Regions from separate parts of the Salmo salar genome. Here region 2 is linked to region 1. Evidence: chromatin contacts called from public Hi-C data. All regions are on one chromosome and are shown on one strand. Each heading gives the region's core, a stretch centred on a gene start, on an enhancer-like site or on the middle of the called end of the contact. The rest is flanking DNA. Distances are from core to core; before and after follow the strand shown. Region 1 holds the start of LOC106571934 (nuclear receptor coactivator 3). Region 2 overlaps LOC106571934 (nuclear receptor coactivator 3).

Region 1 (4,128 bases), core at 470-2,969:
CCCAAGTACAAAACAGACTCTAGGAAACGTGCAGTACTACACAGAGCCGTGTCTACATGGAACTCTCTTCCACATCAAGTAACTCAAGCGAGCAGTGAAATCAGATTTGAAAAAAACAGATCTAACAACCTCTCACGGCACAACACGGACTGTGAAGAGAAGCACGCACGCACGCACTCTAACACACACTCTACACACACACACACATTGCAATGTTGTGGTATTGTGGATTTTATATTGTACATTTGTACTAATAGATTAATAGAGTAATAATGTCTTCTATGATGCGTTGTTTTATGTATGATGTAGGCTGTTTTTTTTAACATTTATTGTGATGTAATTGTTTTAACGCTGTTTGGACGCTAGGAAGAGTACTTGGCAGTCGCTAATGGGGATCCTAGTAAATACAATATACTAAATACTCACTATATCAATACATCTGTTGTCCCTCTTTACCTGTCTTCCAGCCTTTCTGCCACTCCATCTCTGTTTTTACACTCTCTCCACCTTCTCTCTACCTGATTCTCACTTTCTTCCTATCTCTCTCCCTCCCTCAATCTCTACCCCTCCCTGGCACAGCTGAAACCCTACTCTCTGCTCTGCCTGTGTGTGTGCCTACTCCCCTGCCTGCCTGCCTGGTATCACCATGGTGACGGGTTGGTGCTATCTTACCCTGTCTCTTCTTGGCAGGGGCAGTGGCGGTTCTAGACCATTTCAACTGGGGGGGCCAAGCTGGGGCCAGTTGTACTGTTAGAGGGGCCAGTTACATTAGACGTCATTGTTGCCATATCGTTTTCTTCACTGCATTGCAGGCATTAGCAGGCAAAAGACCATGTTCATAATCATCATCGTTGCCACTGTCTAATAACGGATGTAAAAAAAGAACGATAGCAGTAAAGAACCGCTAGTGGGCAGGGGTACAGGTTCTGGGCCGACTGTGCAGATTGTGCCCCAGTCCCCAGGCCACCATGCAGACTCTGACGCCACCGGTCCACACTGACCCTGCCAGCTCCTCCATATTGAGTCCACATATGGGCCTCATCTATAACACATACAGGCCTGAAGGTTCCACTGTTCTACAGATACAAAATAAAACCACGCAGCCCTTTCCAGGTCCAGAAAATATTATTACAGCTAGCAATTCAGAGTTAGCTCTCGCTAAGGCGTAAGACTACCAGACTAAATCAAAGCATCATGTCATTTATAGCAGTTCAATCAAACTCAAATCACGGTTAAAGTGGTTTGATTGAATATGGCACCTCCCAAAGTATTACCACGCATAATAAATAGAGAGATATGTGATCGTGTACAAAAGCAAGCAAGGTTTGAAATGATTCTGTTGTAGTGAAATATGATATATATATATTTGTGTTGAATTTAGTTGACGATCCCTGCTGTAAATGTTATAAGTTTACTTAGACATTATGTCCAAGCCACACCCCTTCTGCAAACCGTCATGACCATGTTAAAGCAGATGATAGCAGAACAGCCTATTAGCTATTACAGGCATTTGCACACAAACAAGTCACTGTTTGCTTTTCAAGTGCTCCTCAGGTTAACTAAAAATAAACACCATGGCATTTTTCTGCTCTAATATCGTCGCTGTCAGCCGTCTACACCACAGCTCGAGGTCTCCTCTTGGGGCATACGTAGTTGTAGTCCGTATCCGAGAGGTCTGCCCTAGCTGAAGCGTTCGACGGGAATAAAACTACACTACCCAGAAACCCCATCGCTCAGCCACAAGCTGGCTTCTTGGGCTTCGGGAGTGTTTCCCATTTAAACAAACACAGCGTTGAAGATGGCGGAGAGTTAATAGCGAAACGAAGAAGATATCGGTGCGCTGACAGAGATACATCGATTTGGTGAGTTTACTACGTTTTCCCTTTACACGTTCCTTCTATGCCAAACTCGGTTTTACGCACGAATGGCATTGTCCGTCGTTCGTTTGGACGGACTTTGTTGTCCACTAATGTGTAGTAGGACTCAATACACTCTTCATAACACAATACAGGTTGGTGCACCGCACACACGGGCACTGTGCATATTCCCGTTTATTTGGACAGCAAAGAAAAAGTATAACTCCAGGTCCAAGCCAAGGTCATGGATGTTGGTGTAGGTATAGCGTGCTGTACCCTATGGTCTCTGACATAGTGGCTTTGAGTCTATTAATGGTCATAGCTGAGGAAATGAAAATAAAGTGTCCTTTAGTTTGGAACTTGAAGGGACACATTTTCTAACTTACTAAGAGGACAAGGTTGAAAAAAAAAGTGTTGTTTATGTTCTGTCACACTTGGCGCAGACGACACGAGATAAATCATAGTATTTTCTGACTCGTAAACTAGCCTAGGACATGTTGCATTCATTCAGTAAGTTCATGTCGCCCGGCGGCGCAGGGGTAAAGTCTAACCAAGTCAAATGTAAATGCTCTCTCTCTCTAGCTCTCGCGCTCTCTCTCTCTCTCTCTCTCTCTAGCTCTCTCTCTAGCTCTTGCGCGCTCTCTCTCTCTAGCTCTCTCTCTCTCTCTCTCTCTCTCTCTCTCTCGCTCTCTAGCTCTCTAGCTCTCTAGCTCTCTAGCTCTCTAGCTCTCTGCTCTCTAGCTCTCTCTCTCTCTCAGCTCTCTCTCTCTCTAGCTCTCTCTCTCTCTCTAGCTCTCTCTCTCTCTCTAGCTCTCTCTCTCTCTCTAGCTCTCTCTCTCTCTCTCTCTCTCTCTCTCTCTCTCTCTCTCTCTCTCTCTCTCTCTAGCTCTCTCTCTCTCTCTCTCTCTCTAGCTCTCTCTCTCTCTGCTCTCGCTCTCTCTAGCTCTCGCTCTCTCTCTAGCTCTCGCTCTCTCTAGCTCTCGCTCTCTCTCTAGCTCTCGCTCTCTCTCTCTCGCTCTCTCTAGCCTCTCTAGCTCTCTCTCTAGCTCTCTCTCTCCTAGCTCTCTCTCTCTAGCTCTCTCTCTAGCTCTCTCTAGCCTCTCTCTCTAGCTCTCTCTAGCTCTCTCTCTCTAGCTCTCTCTCTCTAGCTCTAGCTCTCTCTCTCTCTAGCTCTCTCTCTCTAGCTCTCTCTCTCTAGCTCTCTCTCCAGGTCTCTCTCTCTCTCTCTAGCTCTCTCTCTCTCTCTCTCTAGCCTCTCTCTCTCTCTCTCTCTCTCTAGCTCTCTAGCTCTCTCTCTCTAGCTCTCTCTCTCTCTCGCCTCTCTAGCTCTCTCTCTCTCTCTCTCTAGCCTCTCTCTCTCTCTAGCTCTCTCTCTCTCTAGCTCTCGCTCTCTCTCTAGCTCTCGCTCTCTCTCTCTCTCTCTCTCTCTCTCTCGCTCTCTCTCTCTCTCTCTCTCGCTCTCTCTCTCTCTGCTCTCTAGCTCTCTCTCTCTAGCTCTCTCTCTCTCTCTCTCTCTAGCTCTCTCTAGCTCTCTCTAGCTCTCTCTCTGCTCTCTCTCTCTCTCTCTCTCTCTCTAGCTCTCTCTCTAGCTCTCTCTCTAGCTCTCTCTCTCTCTAGCTCTCTCTCTCTAGCTCTCTCTCTAGCTCTCTCTCTAGCTCTCTCAGCTCTCTCTCTAGCTCTCTCTCTCTAGCTCTCTCTCTCTCTCTCTCTAGCTCTCTAGCTCTCTCTAGCTCTAGCTCTCTCTCTAGCTCTAGCTCTCTCTCTCTCTCTAGCTCTCTCTCTCTAGCTCTCTCTCTCTAGCTCTCTCTCTCTCTCTAGCTCTCTCTCTAGCTCTCTCTCTCTCTCTCTCTAGCTCTCTCTCTCTCTCTAGCTCTCTCTCTCTCTCTCTAGCTCTCTAGCTCTCTCTCTCTAGCCTCTCTAGCTCTGCTCTCTAGCTCTCTCTCTCTCTCTCTCTCTCTCTCTGCTCTCTCTCTCTCTCTCTCTCTCTAGCTCTCTCTCTCTCTCTCTCTAGCTCTCTCTCTCTAGCTCTCTAGCTCTCTCTCTAGCTCTCTCTCGCGCTCGCTCACTCCCTCTCTCTCACTATCTCTCTCTCTCACTAGCTCTCTCTCTCTCACTAGCTCGCGCTCTCTCTCTAGCTCCTCCTCGCTCTCTCTCTAGCTCGCTCTCTCTCTCTCTAGCTCGCTCTCTCTCTCTAGCTCGCTCTCTCTCTCTAGCTCGCTCTCTCTCTCTAGCTCCGCTTCCCTAGCCTTCTCTTAGCTCCTCTCTCTCTCTA
Region 2 (4,128 bases), core at 492-2,991, 110 kb after region 1:
GTTTTTCTCTTATGTCAGTCGCTGATAGTCACTCAATTAGCCCATGTCAGCTAAAATGTTTTAGATTGGTGACTTATTTTAGCGGCCCGCTATCTAAACTTGTAGTAGGCTTAATCATGGAATTACCGACCGGGGGCCCCCATTGATTTTGTTAGTCTCTCTCACTCAGATATCATATTTAAAACCGGAAAAAATGTCTCTCCACCCTATGACAAAATGTGTAGAATTGCAGGAAATTAACAACAAAAATATGTCTCTCCGCTGTCGAGAGGGGGGGGTTGCTCAAATATTTTGCTAGCATGGTGGGCGGGTATGGATGTGGGTACGCAGACCCGCAAGCCACTGCGGCCCCTAATTATGAGTTCAGCCATTTTTTTGTGGCCTCCACCCCATCAGTTGCCCATCCCTGATTTAGGTGATGTTGTCAGACCAGCAGGCATGATCGAATGAATAGGCAGGGTAGAACGTCTGTTCACAAGCCATTTTAGTGGGCTATCTTTAGAACGTTACAGTGCACTATTTGGCACAGCTGGGATGATGTGGCAATGAACGCACTCTTTTTGTCATGCCAATCGAATGTCCTTGAAATTATTGAAATTGAAATCCAAGTGATATACATTCCAAAAAATATCTGTAAAACAAATGGATAGAATTATAGAATGGCAACACTGTTCCTTTCCCTCTGGTGGCTTGCTTTTCTATTCAGTAGAGGTTTCATGCATGTCGGTCAGAGGGTAACCATGTAATCAATGGAATAAATATGATGCACTTGCTGGGAAGGTTAAGAAGGGCACTGGAGTGTGGTTCTCCTCCTGATCGTGCACTGCATCTCTCTCTCTCTCTCTCTCTCTCCTCCATCTCCCTTCCTTCCACGCCTTCTCTCACTCTCTTCCCGCTCTCCCTCTTGCTCCCTCCCCTTCACTACACTTTTCCCTCCTCCTCTCCTCTGTTTCCACTGCTTGGGACTCCCTAAAAACACACCACTTCGACACAAGTTACTTTTTGTAGCCTTAGCCTAATTCTCCTGACCTGCTGTATCGAAGCGGTGTGCTTTTAGGGGATCGCCACTGATCTCACTCTCTATCCTCTTGCTCTCATCCTGCACCCCCATGTCCCCTCCCTTTCTCTGTCTCTCACCTCATTCACTCCCCCTCCTTTTGCATTCTCTCCCTCTGCCCCCTCTTCCTCTCTCTCTCTCTCTCTTTCCCTCCCTCCTACCTTTCTCCGGCGTCACTGGTAAATAAATGGACCAATCAGCGTGGACTTCATGCTGCCAGCTTCTCCTTTCCTCACTTCTCTTCCTCCCCCCTCCCCGCCTCTCTCCACCTTAGACAGCCTACATTCCTGTAGACCGAGTGAGATGCATTGTAGGAGACAGACTGCTGTCTAACAGGGTTAGTCGTACAGCGTGTCTTACTGTCAGAGACACTGCTAATCCTTGTGTGTCTGCGTGTGTGCGCGAGGTCATACACACACTCTACCCTGAGAGGAGGAGGCAGACGATGCAATATAGATTTTTCATATTGTGCCAATAGCGTGATTTGCATAAAGTAAGCTTAAGAGTACCCTGGAGGTTGGATATTTAGCATAAAGCTTCTCCTTCACGTCCTGTGTGTGTCTCCCTCTGAGTTTGAGTATTATCCACAGCCATAAGGTGAGATGTGTTTTTATATATGGAGGTTTCCACACCTTCTCGTTTCTTCCCCACCCAGTTACATTAACAACATCTTATTGACCATCCCTCCCATTATCTGACCTGTGGCTAAGCATGTGTGTTTGTCCTGTCCCTGTCAGGTGCTGATATGTGTACACGATGAGCGGACTGGGGGACAACTCCATGGAGCCTCTGAGCTCGGAAAACCGAAAACGCAAGCTCTCCACCTGCGACACGCCCAGTCTGGGGTGAGTAAGGCAGCGGCTGGCGTGAGGCCATGGGATGGGGGGGGTATTTGGGGATTTTCTTCTTTATTTGTTTTTTTTTAAAACAACATACAAGTGCAAATCTATTTTGTCAAGTCAGATACATTTTTGTTCATATGTTTTATGAATCAACTTCCAAATGTACATTAAAACAGGGTGTAGTCTTTTTTAATGTAGCCCACTGTAAGTCAACCCTGGCTTCTGAATCTGGAGATCTCTAGTAGCTGTAATCACTTACATTAAAGGTATCTCGTCTACACTACAGTTTGAACCAGTTTACAACCGGTTTCACAATATTTGACCATTTTGATTATTGGCTGGGATATTGAGTTAAGCTCAACATTGACCTGTTGGAAATCGGTTTCTTTTTCAATAGTCTGAAAACGCATCCTCAAAGTCAAGACAGGTAGAATGTATGTATGTATGTATGTATGAGAGAATTAATGCATACATTCATACCTGAACTAGAGAATGGTGGTGACGCGGAATGAGCCACATCCCCCAGAATGCTATATTGTAAATAACACAGACTGCTCAGATTCACTAACCATGGACATGTAACAACAAGTTATTTGGAAATAGGCCAACTTCCTTGAAATGTTTTGCAATGGAAAACAAAAACAAGTATTTCTTATTGGACAGTTTTAGGTAGCCCCTCCCTGTTTCAGTCCATTTTCTTGTGTTTGAATACAAACCTCACAAAACAATGGTAAATAATATTGGTGAATACCGGTAGTAAAACACAGTGGCACCCCCTGTAGGTGTGAGCGAAGGCGGCGGGAGCAGGAGAGTAAATACATTGAGGAGCTGGCCGAACTGATCTCTGCCAATCTCAGTGACATCGACAGCTTCAACGTCAAGCCAGACAAGTGTGCTATCCTCAAGGAGACGGTGCGCCAGATCAGACAGATCAAGGAGCAGGGTGAGTAGACACACACACACACACACACACACTGCAGTGTTGGCTAACCCATTAGTAATATCTATCACTATCAAATCACATTTTATTTGTCACATGCGTGTATACCTTACAGTGAATTGCTTACTTACAATCCCTTAACCAACAATGTAGTTTTAAGAAAAATAAGTGTTAAGTAAAAAATACAAATAATTAAAGAGCAGCAGTAAAATAACAGTAGCGTGGCTATATACAGGGGGTACCAGTACAGAGTCAATGTGCGGGGGCACAGGTTAGTCGAGGTAATTGAGGTAATATTTTCGTAATTTTTATTAGGATCCCCATTAGCTAACGCCATAACGCTAGCTAATCTTCCTGGGGTCCAACACCAATTAACAAGAAATTACAAACAACCACTATCAAGACTTCACAAACATTCAACAAGTAGACAATACAGATAATGAAAATACCTGACAGGAAACACATTTAACATTCAGTTGATGCTTTCTATTTCCTGTCCAGTCATATGGTCTATCACATTAGATGTTCTTTTATTTTTTTCCTTGAGGGTGGATTTACTTTTTGCCTGAGAAATATGGATTAGTAAAAAGTTCCATTCAGCTATAGCTCTATATTAAACTGTAGATTTAAGGCGATTTGTCCTTGGCTTGTGTTGTTTTAGCTGCCCTGAATTTGCCTGTCTGGTTTGGTGGTTATGCGTGTTGCTAGTATGTACTAATTGGACTGAAAAATACTGTGGTTTTTGAAAAATATAACATTCCTAAAGAAAATCAGAAGACTAGATTGTAATTTGTTTTTAACGTGAAGCCATGAGAGATTCTGATGCATTTTAATAATATACATTTGCTTAGAGCAATGAAGAGATAATCTGGCAGCCCTGTTTTGAGCCATTTGGAGCTTTTTTATATCTTTCTTTGCTGCAGATGACCATATAACCAGACAATACTTCAAGTGTGATAGGACCAGGGATTGACCATATAACTGGACAGTACTCTAAATGTGATAGGACCAGGGATTGAATCACCTGATTCAGTGTGCTAGATGTTACATACTCTGAACATTTTCTTGTAACAACAATTCCCTCACCCATCTTATAACAATATTATCTATGTGTTCTGACCATGCTAAACCTGCATCCAACGTGATGCCTTGTAGTTTTTTTGTTTTTTTTCACTTCCTCTACGTGTATTCTATTCATCTACAAATTAAATTAGGGATCATCAGCAAGCATATATCTAGAACCATATACAATACATTTAGTTTTAGAAATGTTCAACACCAATTTGTTC

What was found. Hi-C and Micro-C count contacts between places; a contact is called where the count stands out from the background.
Region 2: a contact with region 1 is called in a Hi-C map of gill, with 2.1 times the contacts expected there. The contact joins the enhancer-like site here to the promoter of LOC106571934 in region 1. A contact is called at or near these places in 2 of 3 Hi-C or Micro-C datasets (gill and muscle).

What each region holds. Positions count from the first base shown.
Region 1 is chrssa15:66,154,111-66,158,238 of Ssal_v3.1, forward strand. It overlaps LOC106571934 (nuclear receptor coactivator 3), which reads left to right and starts at 1,720. Exons shown (of 22, transcript XM_014145511.2): 1 at 1,720-1,862.
Region 2 is chrssa15:66,265,685-66,269,812 of Ssal_v3.1, forward strand. It overlaps LOC106571934 (nuclear receptor coactivator 3), which reads left to right. Exons shown (of 22, transcript XM_014145511.2): 3 at 1,795-1,902; 4 at 2,682-2,842. The coding sequence starts at 1,814. Among protein-coding and RNA genes, the nearest start is that of LOC106571937, 26 kb to the right of the region's middle. Within about 2 kb of position 1,742, at least 2 of the 13 cell types and tissues checked have an H3K27ac peak or open chromatin away from gene starts, as enhancers often do. A contact at or near this core is called in gill, where this site is marked.